Regions from separate parts of the Sus scrofa genome. Here region 1 is linked to region 2. A link is a contact called in public HiChIP or PLAC-seq data. All regions are on one chromosome and are shown on one strand. The core of a region is the stretch at or near the end of the contact, and the rest is flanking DNA. Distances in the headings are between cores, read along the strand shown. Region 1 overlaps SRPK1 (SRSF protein kinase 1). Region 2 overlaps LOC100521322 (a long non-coding RNA gene).

What was found. HiChIP or PLAC-seq counts read pairs in DNA pulled down with a chosen protein or histone mark.
Region 1: a contact with region 2 is called in an H3K27ac HiChIP or PLAC-seq map of alveolar macrophages. The contact joins two enhancer-like sites. A contact is called at or near these places in 1 of 5 promoter capture datasets (fetal liver) and 1 of 2 datasets of contacts at active chromatin or transcription factors (alveolar macrophages).

The regions. Positions count from the first base shown.
Region 1 is chr7:31,684,923-31,687,851 of Sscrofa11.1, reverse strand. All of the region lies in intron 2 of SRPK1 (SRSF protein kinase 1), which reads left to right. Among named protein-coding and RNA genes, the nearest start is that of SRPK1, 15 kb to the left of the region's middle. Within about 2 kb of position 1,446, at least 3 of the 83 cell types and tissues checked have an H3K27ac peak or open chromatin away from gene starts, as enhancers often do. A contact at or near this core is called in alveolar macrophages, where this site is marked.
Region 2 is chr7:31,573,320-31,576,171 of Sscrofa11.1, reverse strand. It overlaps LOC100521322 (a long non-coding RNA gene), which reads left to right. Exons shown (of 3, transcript XR_001297829.2): 2 at 591-721; 3 at 1,405-2,421. Among named protein-coding and RNA genes, the nearest start is that of ARMC12, 8.8 kb to the left of the region's middle. Within about 2 kb of position 1,426, at least 27 of the 83 cell types and tissues checked have an H3K27ac peak or open chromatin away from gene starts, as enhancers often do. A contact at or near this core is called in alveolar macrophages, where this site is marked.

The DNA of each region.
Region 1 (2,929 bases), core at 197-2,696, 110 kb before region 2:
GATCCTTAACTCTCTGTGCCACCTGGAAATGCTGGCGACCTTTTTTTTTTTTTTTCCTGTCTTTTTAGGGCCATACTCACAGCATATGGAAGTTCCCAGGCTATAGGATCCGATCAGAGCTGTAGCTGCTGGCCTGCACCACAGCCATAGCTACGTGGGATCCGGGATCCAAGCTGCCTCTGCAACCACAGCTCACAGCAGTGCCAGATCCTTAACCCTTTTGTCTCCTGACATACTAAGCTAGTCTTATTTTCTAATAATTATAAATGTAATTTATAAGCAACTGTATCATTGATTTTGCTCTTGATTGTGGTGCTGCCCTTCAATCTCAAATGTCCTTTCAAACAATCAGTTTGATCTAAGATGTCAGATTCTGTCTACATATGAGCTTGATGGCATTCTCCCTTGACTTTTTTTTCTCTTCTATGACTGTCTGTGCCTTTGAGAATAGATTTTGCAGGAATTGTATTTTGCATATTTCTTTGCTAATATTGATAATATAATGGGATAGATTAGGAAACTTACACTCATGTTCCAGGTGGAAGGATAATATAGATATGTACTCATATACTACAGAAAGCTTGTCTTTTTATGTTTTGAACTAATTTACCTATTGGGTATGTGTGTTTATGTATCAGGTCTAGTTTGGAATAGAGTTGCCTAAAGATTAGAGATAGTTTATATTTAATTATGTGTATTTATCATCTGATAAATTTAGGCACTCAAATTTTGTTTCAGTGTTGCCAAACTCTAGCTCCATTTTAGGATTACTAAACTGTGATTGGTACTTGAGTATGTCTTAGAAATTAAATTCAGTTTGTCAGTTTGCAAAAGAAAGAAATTATCTGTCAGGAAAAATACATGTGGAAAAGGTTATAGGAGAGATTTGGCATTTATTGAGCTTTACTGCATGTAGATGCTATAACTTAAAACAGCATCTAATTAAATTTAAATTCATATTACATACTCCAGATGGGATACAAAGATGACTTAGAGTGAGCCCGGAGTTTTCTTATGCTGCAGCAGGTTAAGGGTCAGGCATTGTCACTGCAGTGGCTTAAGTTGCTGCTGTGGTGTGGGTTTGATCCCTGGCCAGGAACTTCTGCATGCCATGGGTGCAGCCAAAAAAAACCCCCAAAACAACAGAGTGAGCCCTTCCCCTCAGGACCTTTTAAGGGAGATAAGTACACAAATATAATTATCTTCCAGTCTCTATTAGTTTGCTAGGGTTACCAAACAAAGTACCACAGTCTGGATGACTTAAACAATAGAAATTTATTGTCGGTCAGTTCTGGAACCTAGAAGTCTGAAATGAAAGTGTCTGCAGCGTTGGTTTCATTCTGAGGACTGAGGGAAAGATCTCCTTGAGGCCTCTCCCCTGGCTTGAAGGTGGCTGTCTTAATGTGTCTCTGCATCGTTTTTCTTCTGTGTGTTTCTCAATCTGTGTCCACATTTCCTCTTTTATAAAGACACTAGGGAGTTCCCGTTGTGGCGCAGTGGTTAACGAATCCAACTAGGAACCATGAGGTTGCGGGTTCGGTCCCTGCCCTTGCTCAGTGGGTTAACGATCCGGCGTTGCCGTGGGCTGTGGTGTAGGTTGCAGATGCGGCTCGGATCCCGCGTTGCTGTGGCTCTGGCGTAGGCCGGTGGCTACAGCTCCGATTCAACCCCTAGCCTGGGAACCTCCATATGCCGCGGGAGCGGCCCAAGAAATAGCAACAACAACAACAAAAGACAAAAAGACAAAAGACAAAAAAAAAAAAAAAAAAAAAGACACTAGTCATATTGGGTTAGGGCTCATCCTAATGACCTCATCGTAGCTTGATTACCTCTATGAAGATCCTATCTCCAAATAGTCACATTCTGAAATACTGGAGGTTAGGACTCCAATGTATGTTTTGTGGGGGACACAACCCGTAACACAGTCTCTAGAAGATAGTTCTGTGATTAGAACAGTTCTTCATTTCCCAAGGCAGAAAGAAGTAGAAGACTGAAGTTTACATGTTAAGTAAACTATAGTTTCTAAGATGTTTTTTCCAGCCAGATTTTAGTTGGTCTTTTGAAGCCAGAGTTAAAAATTTATTTCTAAGACCCAAACATATCACTTTCAAATAAGTTCTTCCTCATGACTTTCAGTTTTATTTTTGATTCATTCCAGATAAAATTCTAGCACTCTCACCTCTTTAACTCATGTGTCACAACCCTGTTTAAAATTGTGTTAACATACTCTGTCCTCTTACCCTACTTAATTTTTCTTTATAGCCTTTCTCATAGCCTGACGTTACAGAACATGTGGCTCCCTGAGAGACATTGAGATAGGACTTTGATGGGACTTTGCTGTCCCAACTTAGCTATTCACCAGCAGAAACTCAAGGACCACGTAGATTCAGGTAAATTAGGGCTATTTTTTGTCACCTTGTGCTAGCATGTCATCATCTTACCCTCACTAATAGTGACTTTTTTCTCAAAATTTCTTCCTTTTTTTTTTTTTTTTTTTTTTTTTGGTTTTTGTCTTTTTCTGACAGACATTTTTCATTTGTCTGATGTTCATTGATGGACATAATGTGTAAAAGCGTGGCATTAGTAAAATGGGCAGTTAGAGAAAGCCAAGACGATGCAACAATCAAAAGGAAACTTAAAACTATAAATGGTGTCCTTAAAAGAAGGTAGTACATCATCGAAATAATGCAGAGGTCTAAGAAAGGAACGTTCAAAGCCAAAAAAAAAAAAAGGTATGGGAAATAACAGTAGAAACTTAAAAGACAACGCAAGTTAGGAAGATAAATCTAGAGAGTAGGCCAGTGGACCTAGTATGGGGGGAGGGGCCAGTTCTAGAGTAGACAATATGAAGAGGATTGAATTTTCAGTGACGTGTAGGAAATTTTCTCAACTGAATAAATCTCTAGTTTGCATGTACATAGAAAGTATT
Region 2 (2,852 bases), core at 177-2,676:
GAGCAGCCAGAAATCCAAGCAGCCTGATGGCTCCCTACAGCCTAGGAGCCCTGGGGGCGGGGGCTGGGCCAGGCCCAAAACATTCTCTCGAGTCCCCATTAACCCACATTTATTGCCCTTTGGCTCAGCAAGGCCTGAGGGAGAGTCAGACACTTAAATATAATGCTGTTTCCAAAGCATAAGCATTCATTCATTCATAAATGCTTAGCAAGCTCTGATGTTCGCCAGGTGCTGCTCTGAGCACCAGGGATGGGTCATTGAACCTCACAGAGGTTCCAGCTCTCAAGAAACTACATCCTTGGCCATTGGGGAGAGAGGGTGGGCCAGGCCATAAACAAACAAACAAAACAAATAAAAAAGATAATTTCAGATTGTGCTAAGTGCAAAGAAAAATAAAACAGTGATGCAACTGCAAGAGATGGGATGGGCTGAGTAGTCAGTGAAGGCTGCCCTAAGGACATTTATGTTTGAGCTGAGACCTTGTTGACAAGAACAAACCCATGTGTGAACATCTGAGGACCTTGGCTTCTAGGCATAGGGAAAAACAGGTGTAAAGGCCCTGAGGCAGGACAAATCTTGGTGTTTTTCAGGTTTAGAAAAAATGCTGGAGAAGTCGCTGGCGGCCTAGTACGTTAAGGATCTGGTGGTGTCACTGCTGTGGCTTGGGTTGCTGCTATGGTGCTGGTTCAATCCCTGGCCCTGGAATTTCTGCATGCTACAGGTGTGGCCCCCAAAATGCTGGGTTCGAATTCATTATTCCCCAGCACTTCTATGCGAGGATTATTGTACCCATTTTGCAGAGGTGGAAACTGAGGCTCAGAATGGTTAAGTTCCTTGGCCCGTATCATAACTAGTAGTACAACTTTGGGCCCTAAGTCCGCTGCTCTTTTTCCTACCAAAGTATCCTATACAGCAAGCCTGTGTCCTAAATTATTTAGGAAGGTCCAGTTTTTCCAAAATTGTATCATTGCTCTCTGGCCATTCAGCCTGGACCTGGACGTTCTCTGTGTCCCAGATCATGACTCCAAGCCCTGTCTCTGTCGTATTCACAGTGGCATCCCAGGATGAGTATTTCATCACCATAAGCCTCAGTTTCATCATCTGTAAACAGGGAGAATAATAATTCCAGTGTCATGGGCTTGCTGAGAGTATTCAATGAGGTAATCCGTGGAGGGTCAGTACAGTGCCTGGAACGGGGCACACATGCAGCAGCCCATGGTGGTTCTGCTGCAGCTGCAGAGTGGTCCTGCCACCAGGTGAGGCCTCTGAGGCTTGAGGCAGGCAGGGGAGCTGTGGGAGAAGAGAGCAGGAGTGTGAGGCCAGGAGGGCCCCTTCCCTTCACGCAGCCGCTGGCTCCTCGTGCTGGGATCCCACACTGACACGTCTTGTACTTCCCGTTTCCAGGGAAATTCCTTGCCACCGGACCGCACCCGCCCTTGAGGACCTCCCCGATGTCTTTGGGCAGAGAGGAAGCCAGACGGAGCTGGGGACTGTGAAGTGACAATCCTCAGCCCTGTGTGTGCCGGGAGCCCCCCGAGGGCTGCAGAGGAAGCCTGGTGTGGGCTTGCTGGGGACAGAGCTCTTCTCAGAGGAGGCGGGGACCCGTGGAGTACGTGACTCCTGCCCTTCCAGCCTGCACGCTCCAGTTAGCAGGACAGGGACCCCTCCCCACCCATCCCCAATCTTCACAGGCTTCCTGCTCTGCCGGGAGGCCCTGTCACCACGCTCACACGTGCGCGCGCGCACACACACACACACACACACACACACACACACACACACACACTCACCCTTCCCTCCTAGGCACCCCTGAGAGGACCAGCTGCAGCTGGGGGTGGGGGTAGGGAGAGTGCTGCCAGGGTGCTCAGATCCAGCCTCTTTCTCCCACCGCTGCCTCCCCCCCAGCTGCTGAGCAGCTTCTAGGTTTAAAGCAAAACACCATGATTCCCGTCCTCTTCCTGCTGCTCTGCCGGCACAGTGCACAGGGGTTATTTTTAGCAGGGATGCAGGGAAGGCACATTGGTCCTGGACTTTCACTGGGGACATCTCGACCCCAGGCTAGACACGGCCTGGGGAGGCCGGCGCGGAAAACCCCCCTCCCAGAAAGGGGAAACGGGTGTGTTTTCTGTTCCTTCAAATCACCAGAACAGGAGTTGCAGAGTCAAGCTTGAGGTTACACTGATGGGAAGTTCTAGGCTCCAAAGTTCACAGGCTACCCTCTTCCCTGGTCTCTGTGTCCCCGTAAATCTGGGGAGCAGGAGGTGCCTGGAGTCGTGAGGCGCAGTGCGTGGGTATTGGGGTCCAAGGAGAGCTGATCGTTGACAGCCCTGTGGACCACACGCAGGCACCAGGCATTCTGGGTGGTATTTATGCCAGTACTTGCTTTATAATTCATTAAACTGACCGTGTCTGTTCTGTGTACTTCTGTGAATGTGTCTTTTATGCTGGCGGTGCTTTATTAAGGTATAATCTACGTACAGTAAAATGAATACATCTTAACTGTACAACGTGATGGATTTTGACAAATACACATACCCGTGTAGCCATCACCTAGATAAAAGCTTTGAATGTTTTTGGCACCCCTACATTCCCTCCTGCCCCCTCCCAGTCAGTCCACACTCCAGAAGTGACCAAGATCTGATTTCTTTTCCTGTCTTTTTTTTTTTTTTTTTTTTTTTTTTGCTTTTTAGGGCCATGCCCACGGCATACAGAAGTTCCCAAGCTAGCAGTTGAATCAGAGCTGCAGATGCCAGCCTACACCACAGCCACAGCAATGCCAGATCCAAGCTGCATCTGCAACCTGTGTCGCAGCTTGTGGCAAGGTCCGACCCTTAATCCGCTGAGCAAGCCCA